Linked DNA regions of Mus musculus: region 1 is linked to region 2. The links are chromatin contacts, called in public Hi-C maps. All regions are on one chromosome and are shown on one strand. Each heading gives the region's core, a stretch centred on a gene start, on an enhancer-like site or on the middle of the called end of the contact. The rest is flanking DNA. Distances are from core to core; before and after follow the strand shown. Region 1 overlaps Atp11a (ATPase, class VI, type 11A). Region 2 overlaps Gm15348 (predicted gene 15348).

Region 1 (4,961 bases), core at 1,006-3,505, 88 kb after region 2:
GTGACAAACAGATGCACACAGGAGAGGTCATGTGGAATCTGAATGTATTTTTCAAATCAAGCATCAGACTTTTTATGCAGAAGACAATAAGGAAGTTGGGTGACATATTCGCAAGGTACAAATGGGGTAACCGGAATCTTTCATAAAACAGAGGAATGCAAACACAAAAGGTCTAACGGGAACCACCTGGGATAGAATTCATTGATAACAACTCTAAGATTCACTAATCTTAGAAGCCAGGGTCAAGGGCTTCGTGCCCTTGCCATAGTTCCTATTTTAGTCCATTGTATAGTCCACCTTCCCCTTAGGCCATTGTAAATATGTGTATAGATGTAACTCTGTTATAGTTCTAAGTATCTATTCTGGTTTCTCCTTCGGTCTGAAACTTCTTTCTTCCTTGGTGATGGTAGATTCCTGTGAAGGGCAGTGACCTAACTTTTACTCAAAGAGATAGTGTAATACCAGGGGCAGTACTGAATTCCAAGCCCAAAGTCTTGCTCAAGGACGATCTAGGACTGTTGGAACACTGAGGCTTTAGCTATGTCAGAATTCAATCTTAAAAGGTACTTATAATAGGAAAATACTGAAAGAGAGCACATGGATCCATACACTAGACTAACGCGGGAATGGAAAATTAATGTATGGGTTAGAGGGAACGCCAGACTCCAGAAGGAGAGCTTCCTTGAAGCTCTTTGCCTCATGAGTGACTTTTAAGCGTCTCGGCTTAAGCTGACTCGACCTGAGCACGTGGCACAGTACCACGTCTGTCTCATCATGGAGGCTTGGGAGAGGCTTTTAGGTGTGTTTGCTTAACTAGTCTGTGGCTTCTGCACTAGAGTGTAGTTGTACCACCATTGGTCTCCCATGTTCCAGGCTACATGTGAGTATGAACTGTCTGCACCCAACTCAGTGACATGCCACCTGAAGGAAGAAGTGTGGGTGCCAGGATGTGGGGAACTGGCTCTGGAAAGGGACAAGGCTCCTCTGCAGAGCTGAGCCAGGACAGGGAACACTTTGCTGGTGTCCCTCAGACATGAGCACATAGCCTGAGGTGGTCCTGGGCTATGCTAGGTCATCACCATGCTGTGGAGGTTGGTGGTGTTAGCCAGAGTCTTGCTTAACTTAACTTCTAGGTCTTTGCTCCCTGTGCAGCGCCTTCTGTGCTCACATATGCTTTGCAGTTTTCCCTCCCAAGGCATCACTGAGTATGGATTGTTTGCTTTCCTTTCCATCCTTTATATATATCTTTATGCCAACCCTAAGATGTAGTTTTCCTCAGAGTTGCCTCAGGGCCAGTGATAGAGGCTGCACGAACCTGCTTAGAGTTCCTGTCTGCTCAACCTGGCTTGTAGCCCGTGGTGTGGCCATCAGGCCTGTATGGTGGCAACCCTCGAAGCTGAGGCTCGGTCCCAGTCCTAATACAGTGTGGTCCTCAAGGTGGAGCCTGAGCTTCAGATTCTCAGGGTTTTGTTGGTAATTGCTGAGCTGTCAGCAGTCACTGTGTGTTGTCAGCCATGTGTATTTTCACTATAACTGTTTTGTAATCGCTGACTCAGCCCTGCCCTTGTCTTCATTAGTTATATATCCAGTGTTTTGTAAATATGCCCACAGTGCAATTGGAAGGTATATAATTTCGGTGTTTTAAAGCTCCCATGTGTACCCACACTGAGCTTCTGGGTTTGAGTTTGGACATGTTTGCTGAGCTTTCTCTCTCATTCCTCTCTAGGAGGAGGGAATCAGCTGTGGGAGGTAAATACAGAAGGACTTGGTTCTCATGCCCGGCCATTCAGGACAGGTGGCTGTGGCTTTGAGTGTGGGTCTCACACCTGACCAAGTTTGCTGCTTTCAGAGCAGCATCTCCTACCAGACCACACACTAGGTCCATTTCTCTGTGCCGAGTCCTGTTGGCTGCATCGTTACTAAGGACAGGAAGATCTGTGTATAGTGTGTTGACTGGTACGTGGGCAGGTTTGTATGTGGGGACGTTGGTAACATTTCCTTCTACCTCCTCCTTTGCCCTTGGTTTTCCATCACCACCCATACCTGGCAGGCATTGGATAGGTCCAGGGCACGGCCAGCACTAGTCTTCTAGGCTCCAATCCATCTCTGCTGTGAGGCCAGGAGGACAGAGGCCACGAGGCTGGAGACCCAGGCTCTAAGTAACAGAACCAGCGTCCATGTTATCTACAGATAATCAGGCATCATGACCGCCAAAACCTTCCCCTTTGGCCAGTGTCAATGCAGCCTCTCTCCTGACCGTAGAGGGTAAAGTCCCAGCCTCAGCTCTGACCTCTGACCAGAGCTCATCATCCTCTAGCGCCCTCTCCCTGCTCACCCAGCAGGCAGCTGAGCCAAATGAGGCTCTGTGTCCATGAGGTTGGGGAGAGCAAGTGTTTGTGAGACACAGTCATATGGACATACTATTAGTAACATGCTTACTACAGGCATGTGGCCCAGAGACACTCATTTATATACATGGTTAAAACAGCTCCCAATTTTCTGACACTAGGCCTGCAGTTGCTGTCAACTTTTCTCAGTCAGCAGTGCCAGGGACCCTATCATGGTTCAGTTAGCAATAACGGGGGCTCTGTTGTGGTTCAGTTAGCAATGGTGGAGGCTCTGTTGTGCTTGTGTAGAGGCCGTGATTAAGCAGTCAGTGCTTTCTTAGGAGTCACTTGGGGCCAATGTGGGAAGCTTCGTTGTACCCCAGGGCAACCTGTCCACTCCCTGCATAATCACCAGCTTCCTACCCAAGACTAGAGGGAAGCTGCAGCCAGTTTGCACATGCAGCAGTCAGGCCCTCCAGTTGTCCACCGTGTCAATCTTAGGAGGCAGTTGGTTATCTTGGCCAAGTGCAGTTCCCCTGGAGCTGCCTTGTTGCTTGAAAAACCATTCCCATCCCAGCATGCTTGCCGTTCTGTGTAGCTCCTTCTGTCATCCCGTTGACCCCTGACACTACCACTAGAGCTCCCAGAAGCTCGGTGCAGGCTGCTGCTTCTGCTGTGCAGGGTCAGGCAAACCCAGAGCGAGCCAAAGTCATTTGCGGCTACAATTTCTATTTCTATTTTGGTTCTGGGTACAGGAAGATATGGCTTGGGCAGTGAGTGTTTAATGGTTTTCAGATTGACTATTTTCCAAATCAGGTGAGCAGTCAGTATACTTTTCTGATCTAAATGATTTTATGTTTAGAAACCATGTTCATAGCAGAGAAATGCCCCATGAGCCTTGCAAATAGCCAGAAGGAAAGTCGGTGCTGATGAGTGTGGTGGGGTGGATTTGGGGTTTCTGTTTCCTGTGTTTCCACAATGCAGAGCTACAGAGAAGCAGAGGGAGCCCACCCTGATAGTGCTGGGCCTTGAGTGGGCTTGTTTGGTTCCTCTCACTGAGCACCTTGGACCTTGGCCACAGGCCTAGACAGGAGAGGCTGGGAGGAGATCCTGGGCCAGGGCACTGGGCCTCCTGAGAGCTGCATTTGTACTTACTGTACCTAAGGGCATCCTGCTACCCCAGAGTGAAGAGCCCCCTCTCCCCTTAGAGAAGAAAAAGGCTTTCACAGGCACTGACCTGGACTCTGGGAGACCGAGGGCACATGGGGGGAGGGTCTTCACCCCAGGATGTGACTGTGAGGGGACAGGCGCAGGCGGGACACCACTCTGACCTAAGTGCATGCTGTGTTGGGGCTCCTGGACAGGGGAGTTTTCCATTTACAGCTATAAGCAGACGCCACAGCAGACTGCCATTGGATACCTATAAAATTAAGCATTGTCCTCAGGAGGAACTGCCTCTGTCAATCGATCAGGAATTGGGCTCAGTAACATGTTTGTCCTGTCACCATGGTATAATTTGGTTAGTGGGTTTGTTTGTTTCAGCTGAAATTCGAAGCTTCCATTAGATGACTAACAGTGGCCAGATTGACTTCCTGTATATCATTTAACGCCCCCCCCCATACCTCCTACACCCCATCCCTTTGCTAACTTCTCTAGCTGGACAGGGCAGCTGGAGACTGACTAGTGAAGGCGGGCTGTGGAGACATGGGCTTTGTGACTGGGTTAGTCTTTGGCTGGATTTCAGTTCCTGTGCGTGTTGTTCCTCCTGGTGCAGCTTGCAAGGCAGTGTAAGGATCTTTGCTGCCCTTCCACCCACCCCCCTCACCGCTGGCCTCCCTTCCTCTCTCCACTTAGGCATCTCCTTGGGCACCCACTGAACTCACTGAAATGCCTCCCTCAAAACTAACTGTTGGCCTGGCGGTGCTGGCCCACCTTTAATCCCAGCACTCCAGAGGTAGAGGTAGGTGGCTGTCTGAGTCTGAGGCCAGCCAGGGCTACACAGAGAAACTCTGTCTCAGAAGATAAAACAAACAAATAAAAAGCCAACTAGTCCTGGTAGGGGGAGGCCTAGAGGGATGGCTCAATGGTGCACTCTTGCAGAGGACCCGAATTTAGTTCCTGGCAGCTCACAACCACACGTAACCCCGTCCCTGCAGTCTCCTCTGAGGGTAGGGACCTTCACATGTGTCAGCTCCCACAGAAATGCAAAACCAAAACAGAGTAGCTGAAAAGCAGACTACTGACCACTTAAACCTAAAGAATGTTGGTGATTTCCGCCGTAGTTGAGAGAAGACAGCCTTTTCGGAAGCCTGGCGTCCGAGTGGTAGAAGAAAGATAGTGTCCACGCAAGTGGGGAGGAGCAGAAGCCCTTCGAATCCAGCTGCATCTACTTAGAACATGGTGACCCTGTGGGCTGGCTTTGTGGAGATGGAACGGCTGTCCAGAGACCCAGCAGTCTAAAGAGGGCAGTTCAGTGATTTGTATGCATTCACCTCATCATGCAGCTGTAACTGCAGTCTAATTCACAGCCTTTCATCTCCATGGGGGAACTTACCCTTTTTCTCACTCTTCCTCCTACGCCCACTCCTCCCTGGTAGGCATTCCCGCATGGGCATGTTGCCTGCTTCCTGTCAG
Region 2 (5,554 bases), core at 772-3,271:
CCAAACCAAACCAAACCAGAGGTTTCTTTTATTTTGAGATGAAGACTGAGTGTGGAGGAAAAGGGCTGTCAGCCAACATGACCTTAGCAACAAACAAATTCCCAAACTCAGTTGTACTCCTGGTGGGGATTCACTGGAGAAGAGGGTGAAGATGTGGACAGACAGGAGGACAAGCAGCTGAAATGAGGCACCAGTTTCTCCCTTGGTTGGCAGCAGAGCAGCTGAGCCCCACAGCCCTGTGGGGAGGAACCACAGCAAGGAAGTGGCCGAGTCAGGCTTTTCCTTCACCTGGTTGGAAGATCAAGAGACCTGCATTTTGTATGATTTCATGGTCCTCCATTTTCCTGGCCAGTGTGTCTAAATGTCACTAAATGGCATTGTACTCCCCACAGTGATTTTGGACTCAATTTCTTACTTATTCCAAGTTTTGCCGCCTTCTCAGGTCTTGCTACCATACATTTTTTAGCTTTTAAACTACTTTAAAGGAGCATTTCGCCTGCATGTATATGTACTATGTGCACGCCTGGTACCCTCGAAAGCCACAGGAGCAAGTCAGAACTGGAGCTATAGATGGTTGTAAGCCACTGTATGGGTGCTAGGAATCAAACCTCGGTCCTCTGGAAGAGCAGCCAATGCTCTTAACCACCGAGCAATGTCTCCAGCCCTAATACACCACTCAAAGTATGACTACTGCGGAGGGAGGGGCACTCGCACATGCCACAGCACACATGTGGAAGTCTGAGGACAACTTTGTAGAGTTGGTTCTCTTCTACCCTTACGTAAGTTCTGGGGACCAAATTCATGCCAGGCTTGCATAGCAAATATCTCTACCTCTCAGCCACTTTGCCAGCTCTCATGTATTATTTTGATGTTGTTCTATGACTATGGATCTAGGAGCTCTGTTGTTATGAAGACTATCTACTCATAAGCCAGTCCATCAGTCTTTCATGGATTCACAGATGCTGCCAGGAAGCACCAGTATCCTGGGACAGCCATGATGAGCCAAATAATTGTCCCCAAGCCCGTGGCTGGGTCTAACTGGATGTCAGCACCCCATGAGCAATGCTGTCTCAGAGGACAGGAATCCAGATGTTTGGTAACAGGCAGGGAGCCGCTCCTGTCTGGAGGATATACCATCTTCTGTCCTTTGAGGCTGTTTACTATGTAGGCCTTCTGGAAAGGTTGACTTGGGACAAAGGGAGATTAGTGTCTCCTATGAAAAATGTGCATAAATGTGAGACTCCCGTGAGGGGTGTTTCCCAATGCAGCCCACAGCCAGCTTTAATGAAGGCTTTGAGGCTGATGGTGTAAGAAACAGTCACAGTGCCGGGTGTGGTGGCGCATGCTTTCAATTCCAGCACTTGGGAGGCAGAGATGGGTGGGTCTCTGCGAGTTACAGGCAAGCCAGGACTACACAGTGAGACTCTGTCTCAAAGAAGCAGAAGAATATAATAATAATAATAATAATAATTAATAATAATAACTGTGAGGAGGATAACTAGGAGGAAGAAGATGAGGAAGAGGAAGAGGAAGAAAAGGAGGAGGGAAGAAGAGGAGGAGGAAGAGGAGGAGGAGAAGAAAGAAGAGGAAGAGGGAGAGGAAAATGAAGCCACTGCCATATAAAGCTTTATTGATCTATTTAAGACATTTATTTGTTGGAGTTTTAACACCTGGATAATTAACTGACTCAAGATGTTACCAGGGGAGCAGGAGAGCTCTGAACGGAGAGAATGCTAGGTGAAAGGCGATGGGCTAGTCTGTACTTAATGGTTGCCCATTAGGCAACTTTGCCCTGAGTGACTATAGGCAGGTATGTGGGGGTAAAGAGGCTACCGCTTATCCATGGGCCACACCATGGAGAGGCAATTAATTGATCCGATAGCATTTTACGTTGTGCTGATACAGCAACCACGTGGGAAGCAGCCAAAGGGGCCGTGCTTCTGGGAAGGGGATGAACTGAGCTGGCAGAGCAGGTCTAGGATTGCGCCACACTGGGCACACGACCTTGTGCGTTAAACTCTCCCCTTCTCTGAACTGTGGGGTTATTTTCCTAACTGGCTGGAGAAGTTGTTCTTTCACCAGGAGCCCCTTACAGGAAGAGGTTGGGACTGTTTTCCTGGCAGAGTGGCTGTTTTAGTTTCACTTCTGTTCCCGTGATGAAATACTAGGATAGCAACCAGTTTAGGGGTAGACAGTTTATTTTAGATCACAGGTCCAGGTTATAGTCCATCACTGTGGGGAAGTCACAGTGGCAGTAGCTTGAGAGAGCTGTCACTCCACAGCCAGAGAGAATGGACACATGCATACTGGCTTGCCTTCTTGGTGGCTTGTGCTCAACTTAATTTACCTACTCTTACACAGTTCACTCCCTGTCAAGGGAATGGTGCCACCCACAGTGAGCTGGATCTTCTTACATCAATTAGTTTAACTAAGACAATTCCCCATAGATATGCTCACAGACCAACCCAATGTAACACAACCTCACTGAAACTCTTCTTCCAGCAAATTCTGGGTTGTGTCGAGTTGGCAGAGCTAACAATCACAGTGGCTCCAAGGCATGAGAGTCTGGAGCTACCTGGGTAGCATGAACAATTCTCATGCCTGGTACAAATAAGCTCAGTATGGGGGTTGTCACGCTCAGTACCTCGTGTGTGTGTGTGTGTGTGTGTGTGTGTGTGTGTATGTGTGTGTGTGTGTATGTGTGTGTGTGTGTGTGGCGGGGGGAGCATCTCTTAAAGTTGATGGTTCTGCTCCTGACTGCAATTTGAAAGTCTAGAGCACAGCTTTACACATTCTCCAGGGCAGATGAGAGGCTTGGTGTCCCTGGGAAGTTCACTTTGAAAGTGAACAACCTTGGGCTGGTGAGATGGCTCAGTGGGTTAGAGCACCCGACTGCTCTTCCGAAGGTCCAGAGTTCAAATCCCAGCAACCACATGGTGGCTCACAACCATCCGTAACGAGATCTGACTCCCTCTTCTGGTGTGTCTGAAGACAGCTACAATGTACTTACATATAATAAATAAATAAATCTTTAAAAAAAAAAAAAAAAAAAGAAAGCGAACAACCACACTCGGGTGACAACCACAGCTACAGAGTAAAGAAACGAACTGATGTCTCTTCTGTCTCCTGTTGGCACAGCCCACCAGCCCGGCTGTGACAGGGGAAGGCTGTGGTGACAGCACATGGACCACTGATCTACGTGCCCCTTAAGGAGCCAAGCAATGCTGAGAGGACCACCTATCCACTAACGATCATGGTTAGTCCAGCTCACGACACCTGAGGATCAGCAGCTGGCAAGGCTAAATGCAGAATAAAGAAATGCACAGATGCGTAGTCAGAGGGGTAGATGGAAAATGGAGAACTCTGAAGAAACAAACAAAAAGCCCTCTTGAGGGTCTCTGACTCTGGTCAAGCTCCTCCTCAGCACCATGAGCAAACATAGTCTGAAGTCCTGCATGGACTCCACCAGCTTCTGTAGCAGCTCCACAGGCAGCTTCCCACAGCATAGATCCACATGAGACAGTGTGTGCTACGCCAATGAAATCTATCCACATCTCTAAGAACTATCCAGGGGTGTTGGGATAGCTGTCACCCAGGGCAAGAAGAGGCAAGCCTATGGGCAAGCATCAAGAGAAGACAGTTTGTGGAAGATTATGATCTGTCCAGTTTGTGCATCTGAAGGTCGATTGGTGGGTGGCCACAGGTAGAGAATATATTAAAACTAGGCTTGAATAGAGTGGTGGATAAATATATGATAAACAAAAAGGATTTCGCTTACTGGGGGCATTTGTGGACTTTTCCTTCCTCTGGAGGAAATGAGATACAATGAGCATGAGCAAGACTATCTGAGTTCTGAAGGGCATGGCACATCTTTGACTTGGAGGAGCATGTCCTGCCGTGGAGCCAGAGACACCCTCCAGGCTCAGCATTGTGTGCGTGGCCATCTGCCTGAGAAATTCTGTATGTTGTTTCAGTAGAACTTCCAGAAAATCAAAGCAGTTGACCCCCGAGACCCCAGGGAAACTGAAGGGGCCTAGAAACCAACTGAATCGCCACTCTTTGTCCTGCCTTTGTAAGCCTGGGGGCGACAATCCTCAGAAGAATACAGGGCACCTCCACAACTTACAAACTGATCCTGGAGAGTACAGTCCCCCATCATAAGGAGTGGAGGCTGAGTTCGGAGGCGCTCTTGGCTGTTCCAGGTCTTCATGGTCTGGGCTCCACACTGAATGGCCTTTCTGAGCTCTGCGTGGTCTGGTCGGGCCATTGGTACAGCTCATTCCATCCCCACAGAGTAAGCTCCATCTGTGTCAACCTTTCTGGAGAGGGGTAAGGATATAAATGTTTCTTGGTGACAAGGTTCTAGGAGAGTCTTCAAGTTAATTTTCTTGAAAGACAGAATTACCCTGAGCTGAGGAAGCCTCCCAGTGTCCTGAGTGAAGTATTGGGTGTATAGTTAAAGCACATAGGAAACAAAATATTGAGCAAAACCATGGAGTTTTCTAGATCCATGAAACCCACCCAAGCCAGGCAAGCTCTTTCCTGTGTTGCCCCATGGCCTCTGATTTTCAGCATCCATCACTCTCCACTCCGGGAGAACTCAGTAGATGACGTAAAGTGCCCGACCGCATCAAAGGAAAGTGCTCTGTGGACACGGAGTATTAAAAATAGACAAGAAACCAGAAAATGTTCAAACCAGAGATAAAAGTTTCCTGTGCAACTCAATATACTGTGTGTTCAAAAAGGAGCATAGCTAAGCCCAAAGGTGAAGCCGGACAGCATGTCATCCCAGCAAGGAAGGCAGTGTGGGGTCTGAGAACGGCATTGGGGTCACAGGTCACGCAGGACAGACAGGGTTAGACACTGCCTGCTCAGCTGCCTCTGAAATAAAGTGGGGGCTGTCATGGGGGATACTCCTGGATGGGTAACAAGGGACCAGTCTTACCTCTGCCTAGACCCTGGGCAGGTGACCTCTCCTCTCTTTGTCACATGTCAGAGGGGACTCTCTGAATAATTGATCTGGCAGTTTCCATGGAGACCTCTGCTGCTTCTGGCTTTGATCAGACACTGTGGGAGGTGGTGCCTTGTGATGCTCAGGGAGCTGCACCCTGGGACGAGGACACCATGGTTTTCTCAGACTTGTCACTTGAAACTTACACTTGTATCTATTCTGTGTATTCTGTTGGAGGGCCATGCATATGTGGAGGTAAGAGGGTGGACAGCCTGCGTGGGTGGTTCTCTTCTGCCACCACGAGGGTTCCAGGGGTTGAACTCAGGTTGTTTAATGATGTTTCTGCTACCCACTGAGCCATCCTGCCAGCCCAGGATCTGTCACTTTGATGTTTTTCTCCAACAGTGTGGTCACCCAGGCTAAGTGCACAAAGAATGAAAGAACTGTTTAGTGGGCAGCCGTGCGCCCACCAGCATCTCCACGAGGTCAGCTTTTGGTGTGGAACCATCCACCCGTCTGCCTGTGGTTACCCTTCATCTGTGGCAGAGTGTTTCAGTTGCACTTCAGACACCTCACAGCCCTCTGCATCTTTCTGCCTATATG

Evidence for each region. A called contact is a pair of places that touch in the nucleus more often than the background predicts.
Region 1: a contact with region 2 is called in a Hi-C map of liver, with 2.9 times the contacts expected there. The contact joins two enhancer-like sites. A contact is called at or near these places in 8 of 39 promoter capture datasets (3T3-L1-derived adipocytes, the HPC-7 cell line, the SN4741 cell line and 4 more), 7 of 484 Hi-C or Micro-C datasets (liver and macrophages), 3 of 115 datasets of contacts at active chromatin or transcription factors (hepatocytes and liver) and 1 of 9 other capture datasets (adipose tissue).

The regions. Positions count from the first base shown.
Region 1 is chr8:12,797,041-12,802,001 of GRCm38.p6, forward strand. The region is part of intron 1 of Atp11a (ATPase, class VI, type 11A); the gene reads left to right. Among named protein-coding and RNA genes, the nearest start is that of Gm15350, 32 kb to the right of the region's middle. Within about 2 kb of position 2,256, at least 15 of the 459 cell types and tissues checked have an H3K27ac peak or open chromatin away from gene starts, as enhancers often do. A contact at or near this core is called in hepatocytes and liver, where this site is marked.
Region 2 is chr8:12,709,745-12,715,298 of GRCm38.p6, forward strand. It overlaps Gm15348 (predicted gene 15348), which reads right to left. Exons shown (of 4, transcript NR_033546.1): 3 at 4,127-4,319; 4 at 1-288. Among named protein-coding and RNA genes, the nearest start is that of Gm15348, 6.6 kb to the right of the region's middle. Within about 2 kb of position 2,022, at least 31 of the 459 cell types and tissues checked have an H3K27ac peak or open chromatin away from gene starts, as enhancers often do. A contact at or near this core is called in hepatocytes and liver, where this site is marked.